2 separate regions of the Mus musculus genome follow, and region 2 is linked to region 1. Evidence: chromatin contacts called from public promoter capture Hi-C data. All regions are on one chromosome and are shown on one strand. Each heading gives the region's core, a stretch centred on a gene start, on an enhancer-like site or on the middle of the called end of the contact. The rest is flanking DNA. Distances are from core to core; before and after follow the strand shown. Region 1 overlaps Vps13b (vacuolar protein sorting 13B). Region 2 holds the start of Rgs22 (regulator of G-protein signalling 22).

Region 1 (5,564 bases), core at 1,287-3,786:
CATGGTTCGTCCCATCCCTGTGCATGTCCTTCCAGTTCGCTCATCTGGAATTCCGTCTTTGCCATCACCTGGACCAACTAGGCACAGGTATGCATCGCTTCAGCATCAAGAGAACACCTACTTAGTGCCATTCATTGTGGTCCTGGGTGAAAGCCTAAAGCCTAAAACCTAAATTCCCCACATGGCATCTCACAGTTCTCAGCATGGGCACTCCAGGGTTACTCTAAAGCTGATATAGTGCAGCAGGTGTGGCCCTACTCCTCAGTGACATATGTTCTAAGAGAATTTTTAAGGAAGTATATTTTGTTTTGTTTTAGCTGCAGGTTTTACTGTTATACCAATTAAAATCTTAAAAAAAAAACATATATTTTCATCTGTATTCTACATTATTGGAAAATAGATCCCAAAAGAACTTGATATTTATGACCTGAGTTCAAGATACCTACTCTATAAAGATGGGCACATTCTCATTAAATTACAAGACTCATATTTTTACACATTTAAAAGGAATATAAATAAATCCCCATGTAGCAAAAGTAGGCTCCTTTAAATTCCCAGTGTTATTTGAATAATTATTTCTCAAGTGTTGCATTTAGTCTCAACCCTTTTCTAGTTAATTCAGTTTGATTTAGGTTTTTTCTTTTTTCTTTCTTTCTTTTCTTTTCTTTCTCCCCCCCCCCCCCCCCCCCGGTTTTTCGAGACAGGGTTTCTCTGTGTAGCCCTGGCTGTCCTGGAACTCACGCTGTAGACCAGGCTATCCTCGAACTCAGAAATCCACCTGCCTCTGCCTCCCAAGTGCTGGGATTAAAGGCGTGAGCCACCACTGCCCAGCTTGATTTAGGTTTTAGGTTCTCAACTGACATGTAATGGAGAAGGTGAGATTAAACTCATTTTAGCTGCTGTTAAGCATCTTCTTTTCAGCAAGAATAGAGTTGAAGCATTTTCTAGAGTCATGTTTCTGTTGCTTTAGAGATTTTGTTAGTAGACAGAGATTTAGATGGTTGTCTTCTCTTATTCATTACTGGGATCAAACGTTTTTTATCTATGGAAGTGAAAATAACCTTTGAGCAATATGCGTTTGAGACCTGATTGAACAAAACAGTGTATTTTCGGATGTCAAATGGTACTTCAAAAAATTTAACATTTTAAAGCAATTGTTTAAATCTATTAATTTCAAGTACTAAATTTAAGAACAAAGTGAATCATTTAAACGTCACCTCACTTGTTTCCATGAAGTATTGACACATCTTAATTGCCACTTTTCTTTTATTCTTAAAAGCTTCACCACAGTACCTACAGCCATTCATTTCTGATAAAAATGTGCCATCTGAACTGGAATACATGATCATTTCCTTCAGAGAACCAAACCTGCATCTTCGGCAGTGGAACAGTGGTCCTGTCTGCCAGGAGATCAAGTTCTCATCTCAGATGGATTGTAAACTTCTGGAATGCAGAAACGTCACGATGCAAACTGTGGTGAAACCCTTTGGCATCTGTGGACAGATGGCACTTTCCAGTGATGGCGTGCAGAAGCTGCTGGACTCCACCGTGATAGTGGACTCTGTGCTTGTCAACTTCGGGCAGCATGTAGTTCATTCCTTAAACACTGCAATACAAGCGTGGCAACAGGTATGCACACCCCAGAAGCATTTATAGTTTGGCTGCATGCGATCTTTTTACTGTACACTCCGTGTTACCACTTAATTATAAGTTAAACCCAAACCCAAATGTGAGGGATGAAGGGTTTGAGGGCACCACTTTGTTTAGAAAAAGTGATGCAAGTGTTCTCTTTACAAAGCTCTGGACACTGTGGCTTGACACTGATCAGAGTCATGGCATCTGCTTAGATAAGTGATGCAGAGTTCTCTCTACAGACTCTGGAGACCGTGGGTCCACACATGTGTCAAGGTCATGCCATCTATTGAGGGCCCAATCGACCATATCTGGGTGGAGAGTAACTTATTCCCAAGACTTTTTTTTTTTTAATGTTGTGGTTCTATTTAACTAAAGCTTCAACTTTGGTAGGTACCAGACTGTCTGAATGTCCACTGTAGAAATTAAGGACTTAAATTAAGCTTTCTAGATTTTCAAACAAAAACATGAATGAGCCATGGCCTAGAACCTGGAAGCAGAGCATTCTTGGTTTTCCTTTGCAGACATCCTATCTTTTTGATTCACTAGAAAGCACTGCAGAATGGATTCTTATATTCATAGAGAATTGTAATAACTTTACTGTTTTTCTTGTATCTTTTATAAGAAATTACTCACATTAGAAAATAGATAGACTATAAACTAATGGTGAATGGCATACTTAAAATGGAAAATGACCTGTGTCTGCAGAATGGAAACAGTCCCACAGAGTATTTGGATGATTACACAATAAATCCCTTCTGCATTTGTGCTGATTTTCATTATTGCCTTCACATTTAGTCACCAGTTACGCTAAGACCTGTGTCGCCATTTTGTGCGTACTCACACACAGTTGTAGAGACGGCTTCCCAGAGTGAGTCTTGTCTGAGTTCTTTCAGCAGCAGGCACTAGAAGCTATGGGAGGGTGTTTGCTCCTGGAAAGAACCTTCCTGGGGACAAGGAGGAGAACTTAGGGGGGATTTTATGAGAATATCTTGAGGATCTTTATGGAAACAATTTTATGAAATAAATAGTTCTAAATTTTCAAGTTCTCTAACCTAAAATGTTTATGAGAATTAGATTTTACAGACATAAAATTTAACGTTTGCTTTATATGCATGAAGACCTATAGAAGACTAAAGAATTAATTGCTTAACGTGGTACTGCAATAGCAAAGGGAAAGAAGATAACACATCTGGTTTGTATTTGAAGTCTTTTTTAAGGGCATTCCATGGTTTTCATGTTGCAAAGGACATGCGTAAAATAAGAGCTAGTGTGATCGAAATCTTTGCAGCTGGTTCAAATAGCAATGTGAAAAAAAAACTTCCATAGCTCCAATTTCTAGCTTCAATTTTTTTCTGAACAATGCATTTAATAAAAAACAAACGTAGAAAATAGAGAATTCTTGATAGAACATTAAAATCCAGGACATTTTTGTCTTAGTATCAGAGCTTTATAAGCAAACTCATATGTAGCAACTACTGCAAAATGGCCTTCAAAATATCAGTTTCTTACAGAGAAAAAATATTCTCTTAGACACAGCTATACACATAAATAAAATCTGGTACATAAACATTCAAATGTCCTAAACCTCGTCAGACTGTGAATGCCCGGCTAGCACAGTGCCTTGAAAGGATAGGCCATTAAGTAGAGCCATGTGTCACACAGCAGATTGCTGACAGGTACATTCTATGAATAGTTGCTTCTGATTTATACAGGAATTTGGCAATGTTAACATGAGCCACAAGAGGATATGCTTCTGTAATTGTTGCTATAATTTTCTTGTTTCCTCCCCTGTCAAGGGTACTTGCCACCAAGTTTTAATATGGTAGGCATTGGACCCTGTGTATGCTAAAGTAAATATGAAAGTATACTACTTTGAAATCAGAGGACGTTTGCCATTGAAACAGGCTGATAAAGGCTTCTGTGCTCATTTTTTTCTGTCCTGAATGTGATTTATTGTCTCTAGAAAGAAGTTTATTCTGAAACTTGAATTTTATTATATGTTTAATAATGCTGACATATACTATAGTTATTTACAATGAAAATAAATTTAATGAGTAGAATAAAACATTTGAGTTCTCCATCTAGTTTTTAAAATCATATTATCAGGTATGAAACAGTTTGGTCCTTTACTGTCACGTCATAAGTTCAAACTTAACATCGCCTTTCATTGGTTCTTGATTTCTATGGTTATAGAACACTCTCTCCCGACCCCCCCACATGCATACATTTGTGTGTATGTGTGTATACCACTTTTTTTTTTTTTGGTTTGTTTTCTGTGTCAATTTTCCTGGTTTGAGCAAAATAACATTTAAAAAGAGGTACACTCACATCTCTTATTTAACAAACGTACAGATAACCATGTAGTTGCTTCTTCAACATGATATTAACTTAAAGTATGAATAAGCCATCTTTTAACTACAAATTCTTACAAGCATTCTAGGACTCAGTGTAGATGATGTCATATAAAGGAGTATAAGCTTTTTAATATAACAGAATCTAAAACATTCCAAGAAATGTTGAAGTTTATTATAGTTATAATACATTCCATAGATGAAGAAACATTTGAGAAACATCTGAAGACCTCAAATGTTCTTTAGAAAAATATAAGCAACCCCCTTTTGTTCCTTAATTTATATTTTCTTCCTTAAACCCTCATCAGTTTTAGGGATGAGGAGAAGATGTGATTTTTTTCAACCTCTAGCTGATAACTTAACATCTGTGTTAAGATTGATCCCAATTCATTGTGAAAAGTACACTTTAACCTCAGGATGTATAACTGAGTGGGAATTGGAGCCGTATCCTCTCCTTCATGGTTTTACTCTCTCATGGAAAGGAGACAGAAAGGCTTACAAGGAGTGTAGTTTATTTTGATTATATTTTGATTATATAATACCAAGTGGAAAAATCTCATCAAAACTAATTACACACTGTGATTCTAGTTGATTAAAGGTTTTAGATAAATACATTAAGTAGGATTGGATAAAGTAGGCACATAGCAACAGCCAGGAGATTCAGAAGGGGAAGAAAAAAAAAGATTGCCTGAAGAATTTCATTCCAACTGTGACTGGCAGTTATATCTGAGCATAAAAATTGGATATTTAAGTTCACTTTTAAAATAGTTTTTAGTTTGTACAAAGTCACATGCTTTACCAATGTTATTATTAGAGTTAGGCTAGGGTGTGTTTCATTGGCCAAGTGCTTCCCTGCTCCTAGCCTTGAGCTCACCTCCTAGCACAGTTAGAAAACAAAGATTTGTTTTTGTTGTTTGTTTGTTTGTTTGTTTGTTTGTTTCCTAAGTGTGTATTGAGTACTCAAGCATCAGGAATTACTAAGAGTATTAGACATGAAGTTGTAAAAGATGCAGGTCCTGTTCCTTCTCCAGGTAATAAAACAAATAAGCAGGCACTCTGAAGGTGATGAATAGTGTCATGTCAGCATCAAATGGGAACCTAGTCAGGCCTGGGGAGGATTTCAGAAAGCTACTTTGAGGCACTGACTTTATATGGAAGAACCGGAGGCCAGATACAAGCAGAGCAATCCAGCAAGAGGTAAGAGGTAAGTGGGATAGAGGTCCCAGCAGAAGGAACTGACTGGGGCAGGAAACAGCTTAATGAAGCCTGAGTAGTGTGGGAAGTGGGGGGTGGGGGGAGACACTGGCATATCGTAGAAATGGAGATTTGAAACACAGCTAGTGCTCTAGGCACAGTCCAGGTAAAGCTGGTGTCTGAAACCAAACGGCAGTCATGCTTTACATTTATGAGTAACAGTTAGAACTCAGGTAAGAGCAGTGATGGCCACAAGGACTTGGGTCTCAACCGAACTATCTGTGCAAATTGGTGTGCCTGTCAAGCAAGGCTCTGCACCATGAGAATTGAGAGGTTAAGCAAGAATGGATAAATGATGGAGATGGAGGAGGAGGGGGAAGAGGA
Region 2 (5,564 bases), core at 1,368-3,867, 300 kb after region 1:
TACCTCAGAGGGCTGTCCTGGGGTTAAACATCAGTCTGTGGCCAGCATTCGGCAATACTAGCTATTCATCAAGTTTCTTACAGTGGAGTAAGACGTTTTGGAAAGAGCTAACAGCAATACGACAGCCATGGGAGACTCCAGGACAGCCGCTGCACACAGTTTGCATCTGATGCTTTAGACAGAGAAGAGTGTCAACTGAGAGAAGGAATATCGAATTGGTATCACTTAAGACTATAGCCAAACTCTGTGCCTGGCGATGAAGCCAGAAATAGAACCGCAGGTCCAAGGTCCATGATATGGAGACAGACATGGCTAGGGAGGGAGGGAGGGAGGAAGGAAGGCAGCATGGACAACTGAACAGGAGTGTGCCACTCACCAAAACACAAGAAAACAGTGGAAAGGCAGAATCGGGGGCTGGAGAGCACAGGTGAGGATTCTGAAGAGGTGACACAGGGACACCTGATAGCTCACCAGATTATGTAGAAGCATCAAATGTGTTGTCTGGACACAGACATGGTACAGGAATCTGCAATCCACACAGCATTGAAGCATCTAGATACAAAGTCTGAAGTGATGCGGGGTTGCACACATAGCAAGTTGCGGGCCGCACAGGTTACGTCCTAGCAACACCGAGAGCAGATGTGGGGATGGCATATGGACTTGGGATTCTCAAGAGATGGGGAAGGGTAGAGCTACAGGGGCGAAGGAAGAGCTCACCCACAAACTTCTGGAGAGCAGAGTCCCAAAGATCAATACCTCACAGGAGTGGGGAGAGAAGCTGGGAAGGGAAAAGAAGACTGGGATCAAGGCCTGGAACTCAGCGGGTGCCCAGGGAAGGAGGACAAGTTGAGCACAATCACTCAAATGCTAAGTACTCATAAGACGCCCAGGCTGGATGGCACAGAAGAGGAGGAGCTGGCTCAGATGCCCTCCTGCGTGAAGCACTGAGGCTGAGTGATGGAATAACTTAATTTCCCGTTAAACGGGGTTCGGCCAATATATGGAAGCATTTCTGATGTGCTGTGTGTACCTGTATGTTAGTGTACATAGAAGTTTCTCTTTTCTCCCCCACCCCTCCTCCTCCTGCTCCCACCTCCTACTACTCCTACTATCTGCTGACTTAGCCTTCTCTCTTATGTTAGCCCCAGCTAGACTGTTAACGTTTTTGAGACTTAGACCCAGTATTTAGGACAATACTTTGAATACACAGTCACTCATGTTTGTTGAATGAAAAGCCAAAAGTAAATAGGATAATCAGTCAACAAGAGAAGTGGGTGCTAGAGTATTCACATTAGTAAATACTGGACGCGCTTTGAGCTCCAGCCTCAACGGTGGTAGGAAAAAGGGTTGCCTCTGTGTCTGTCTGTGCCCTGGGGCAAGCTCCTCGTGTAAGCAATATGCTTTCTAGAAGAGTCTCTAAAGACAGCACTCTCCCAAATGATAAATAGATTTGGCAAATATTTAGTATGCTCAATTTCTCCAAAATTCTGACCTGAGAACAATGTCTAGAAAACAATTTAAACACTTACAAATAGATGACTGGTTTCTGTTGCTGTTTTTGTGTTTGTCTGTTTTGGTTGTTTGGTTGATTAGTTTTGGGTTTTTTGGCTTTGTTATTTTATTATTTATTGATTGACTGGGTGGTGTTGTTGTTGTTGAGACAGGGTTTTTCTGTATAGCCCTGGCGGTCCTGGAACTTGCTCTGTAGACCAGGCTGGCCTCAAACTCAGAGAAATCCTCCTGCCTCTGCTGGAGTTTAAAGACCTGAGTGCTACCATGGGGGTGGAGGTGAGGGAGGGCTGGTATTTTTTAAGACAGGATCTCACATAGCCTTGAATTTGCTATGTCACAAAGGATGACCCCGACTCCCAGCCCTTCTTTCCCATCTCTAATGCTGGGGTGAGCAACTTTACCTACTAATGTTTACTGCAACCAGGAGCTGCCCTGCACATCACAACAAAGCCATGGAGACAGCCGGCCTGCCCCCATAGGGACAGCAAGGGTACGGAGAAACTACATGAGGTCTTTTACAGAAGAAAGCTTTAGCCCGAAGAGAATGTAAAAAAAAAGACCCGTTCTCGCCACTGTGTACTCACAAACTCTTCTTCTGTAACTTCTGGCGGCTCTGGAAGGAGACAAAACGTTACCTTTTCGTACTCAGATCTTCCTTTTAGACTAACTGAAATCATCTGCGACAGCCCCTGGCGCTACTGTATATACATATATCCCGGGTGAGCTCAGTAAAATGTTCATTATCCGCACATGGATTACATTTTAAGGTAGGATTCCAGGTGAAGGTGGGGAGGAAAGACCTTTGGACTTTGGCTTGGGACCCACTGTCACCCCAGAGCTAACCTAAGGCCCCCATTTGCAAAAGGAGAGCTTAGCGTGGTTAGCGCACAAGGTAATAGCGACTGCCCTGGGGGTTCGTATAAAAGGCAGGGAGCTGGGGCTGGGGACCCGGGCTTGGGCTGGAGGCTTGGGGCTGGGGTCGAGCGCGGTCCGGGTGCCCGAGCACTGCGGCAGGGCGCCGGGGCCCACCTACCCGCCGAGAGCCGCTTCTCCGGCATCCTGTCGGGGGAACCCAGCTGCCCGGCCCCGCTGTCTGGGGAGCGACTGCCGCCCCACGGCACGCGGCCTGGGGCTGCCCGCTGTTGCCATAGAGCTGGACAAAGCAGAGGCGCCTGGGCCAGGGGTGGCGGCTGGGGAGCGGCCGTTACTGTGGAGATCGCACGGCTCCTGGTGGGGAAGGGCTGTTGCGGGGGCGGGGGGAGCAGATCCTCCCACAGCGAAGGACCGCAGAGCCAGGCCTCAGTTTCCTTAGGTCAGACGCCTGTAGCAAAAGGTTTTTCATAAACGCTGACCACTAGGAATTACCCGAACTGGGGACCACAGATTACAGTTACCCTAAAATGTGTGTTCAGGAAAGGAGTTAGGAAAACAGAGCCCTGTGTACTGTGGCACACACCTGCAATCCTAACAGTTAACAAAAGAAGGCAGGAGAATAGAGTTACAGCTTGTTCTCAGTTACTAAGAGTTTAAAGCCAGCCTGAGCTACAGTAAAGCAAAACCACAAACAAACAAACAAAAAAGAATTTATTTAAATAGAAAAGATAAAAATTTAAACACAATTATTCTAAATACTAAAAATATTTATGTCCCAAAAATAATTTATGTCCCCCCCCCCAAATTTGTGTTTTAGTTGAGATAGGTTCTCATGTAGCCCAGGCTGGCCCTGAACTTCTGATCCTCCTGCCTCCACGTTGCTTGTACAGGTTTTGCAGGTCTTTGCCCCAACCCTGGCCAGAAAATGAAGCTCAAAGTCCCTGTCTGGGAATGGGTATGACTTGGGTGTGGAGTGATAGGGTGGGGTATAGCTCCTGTTAGACATTTGCATTGGAAATACTGCTTCCTAATTGTTTTATAAAACTTATCCCATTCTGTAGTTCTGAATTTCCTCAGTGGTACCAAATAAACCCCAAAGCTAACTGCTTGCCCCTTCCCAGCAGTACTTCCAATGCAAATGTCTAACAGGAGCTATACCCCACCCTATCACTCCACACCCAAATCATACCCATTCCCAGACAGGATCTTTGAGCTTCATCTTCTGACCGGGGTTGGGGCAAAGACCTGCAAAATCTGTACTAGGAAGGTGGAGGCAGGGGGATCAGAAGTTTAAGGCCAGCCTGGGCTACTTGAGAACCTATCTCAACTAAAACACAGATTTTGGGGGGGGACATAAATTATTTTTGGAACATAAATCTTATGACCGTTAAATGATACATCTTCCGAGTAACTCAAAGTTTCCCCCTAGAACTTTCCCTCCAAACCCCACATTCAGGTAAATACTGGATTCAGCCAGTTCTACCTTAACATATTTCTGCATTTGGGCTCTGCTCTCATTTTCCCAAGAGCACCCACACACAGCCTTAGCGCTAGCTCCCATCTGGTCTGCTGTAAAAGCTTCCTAACTTGTCAGTCTTCCAGGCTTAGCTCCCAGCTAGGAGTTCTCTTTAAATCCATTATCCATGCTGAAAGCAAAACCAGCTATCTAAATGCAAATCTGACCTACTTAAAACCCGCCAGTGGCTCCACATTTGACTCCTCAGTGTGGGGCAGGTATTTGTGTGCCCTTAAGACAATGGGTGCCTATATTTCAAGGAAGCAGACACCTGCTCCCTGGTTGTGTTTATTGCTATTGCAGTATGACACAGGAAAAAGACCTAAGTGAAGTGTTTGTTGCCCTTGCCAGACAAAATCCGAAAGCCAAATGAAGCCAAGGGAGAGCAGTGGGAGGGAACAGAAGTGAAGGGAGATGGTCCTCGTGGGCTGCAGCTTCAGCTGCTCACTTTGGCTGCTGCTGTGCAGAGGATGTAAACAGCTCAGCTCCAAGCAGGTACTAGCTGATCTGATGGTGGCCAGGCAGCACGGCTTCCAGGTCTCACATCTATATTTAGGAGGAGAGCTGAGGGGCGGGAGCAATGGCTGGGCAGTCGAGAGCACTAGAGGGTTCAAGTCCAGAACCTGCATGGTGGCTGAGAACTCCAACTCCAGTGGTCCCACCACCTCTTCCTGCATGGATGTAGTATACACGATCAGGCACATACACATAAATAAATGATAAAGAATAGAGCCTAGCGAATCTGACAAGTTGGGTGTAGGAAAGAAACAGGTATTTGGGGATGACTCTTAAAGATTCTTGTCTGAACGCACAGAAGGGTATTGTCATCAGCAGAGATGGGAAGGCTGTTCAGGGCCACTGTCAAGGAAGTCCCTAAACCAAGATTCCCAGTTTGCAGTTGACACAGGACTTCAGAATGTGGGATACGAACTTGAGAGTCAGTATACAATTTGTTTTTCTGCCACAATGGCCTTTTCTTTACCAGGAACATTTCCTCACGTGTGCATGTTCCCATGGACTCCTACCACTGGCTTCTACTCTTGTTTTTGCAAACCCATACCTTAAAGCCACAGTACTATTCCAGTCACTGAGCCAGAAATGCACCTTCTGGGCAGTAAGCTGCCAGGCACTGGAGGCTGCATCCCATGTCAGCCTTTTTCTCTGCATCACACCCACAACCATGACCTGACAGGCTAGTGGCTGCCGGTTGAACTTCTGCAACTCCTCATTTCAGTTACCTGCCTGTGCTCTGCCCACGCATGCTCGTTCTGGCCAGACAAGTTGATAACTTCATCAGTTTAGCATGGACAGTGTCTCACGTTTTGCCCCCTCTTACCAGGAGCCCTGAATGGGAACTTAAATAGAACAGCATTGTTCTTCTGGGTTTGTAGTTTAGAAAACAGATATAGAGAAGGTTTTTTGTTGTTGTTGTTTTGTTTTGTTTTTTTACCCAGACAGCTATTAATACATTTTTCACATTCCAAAGCCTTTGCCCTTAGATGGTGTGCTGACTGGTTTCTTGTCAACTTGACACAAGCTGAAATCATTAGGAAGGAGACAGCCTCAATTGAGAAAATGCCTTCAGATCACCAGGCTGCAGGCAAGGCTGCAGGGTATTTTCTTAATTACTGATTGATGTGAAAGGGCCTAGTCCTTTGTGAGT

Evidence for each region. Promoter capture Hi-C pulls out the DNA fragments that hold promoters and counts their contacts.
Region 2: a contact with region 1 is called in a promoter capture Hi-C map of second pharyngeal arch cranial neural crest, with 2.5 times the contacts expected there. The contact joins the promoter of Rgs22 here to the enhancer-like site in region 1. A contact is called at or near these places in 11 of 39 promoter capture datasets (the 3T3-L1 cell line, cranial neural crest, embryonic stem cells and 7 more) and 2 of 484 Hi-C or Micro-C datasets (both in embryonic stem cells).

Annotation. Positions count from the first base shown.
Region 1 is chr15:35,839,970-35,845,533 of GRCm38.p6, forward strand. It overlaps Vps13b (vacuolar protein sorting 13B), which reads left to right. Exons shown (of 62, transcript NM_177151.4): 41 at 1-87; 42 at 1,280-1,629. Among named protein-coding and RNA genes, the nearest start is that of Gm41292, 44 kb to the right of the region's middle. Within about 2 kb of position 2,537, at least 7 of the 459 cell types and tissues checked have an H3K27ac peak or open chromatin away from gene starts, as enhancers often do. A contact at or near this core is called in second pharyngeal arch cranial neural crest, where this site is marked.
Region 2 is chr15:36,137,783-36,143,346 of GRCm38.p6, forward strand. It overlaps Rgs22 (regulator of G-protein signalling 22), which reads right to left and starts at 2,618. Exons shown (of 28, transcript NM_001195748.1): 1 at 2,546-2,618; 2 at 2,097-2,125. The coding sequence starts at 2,570.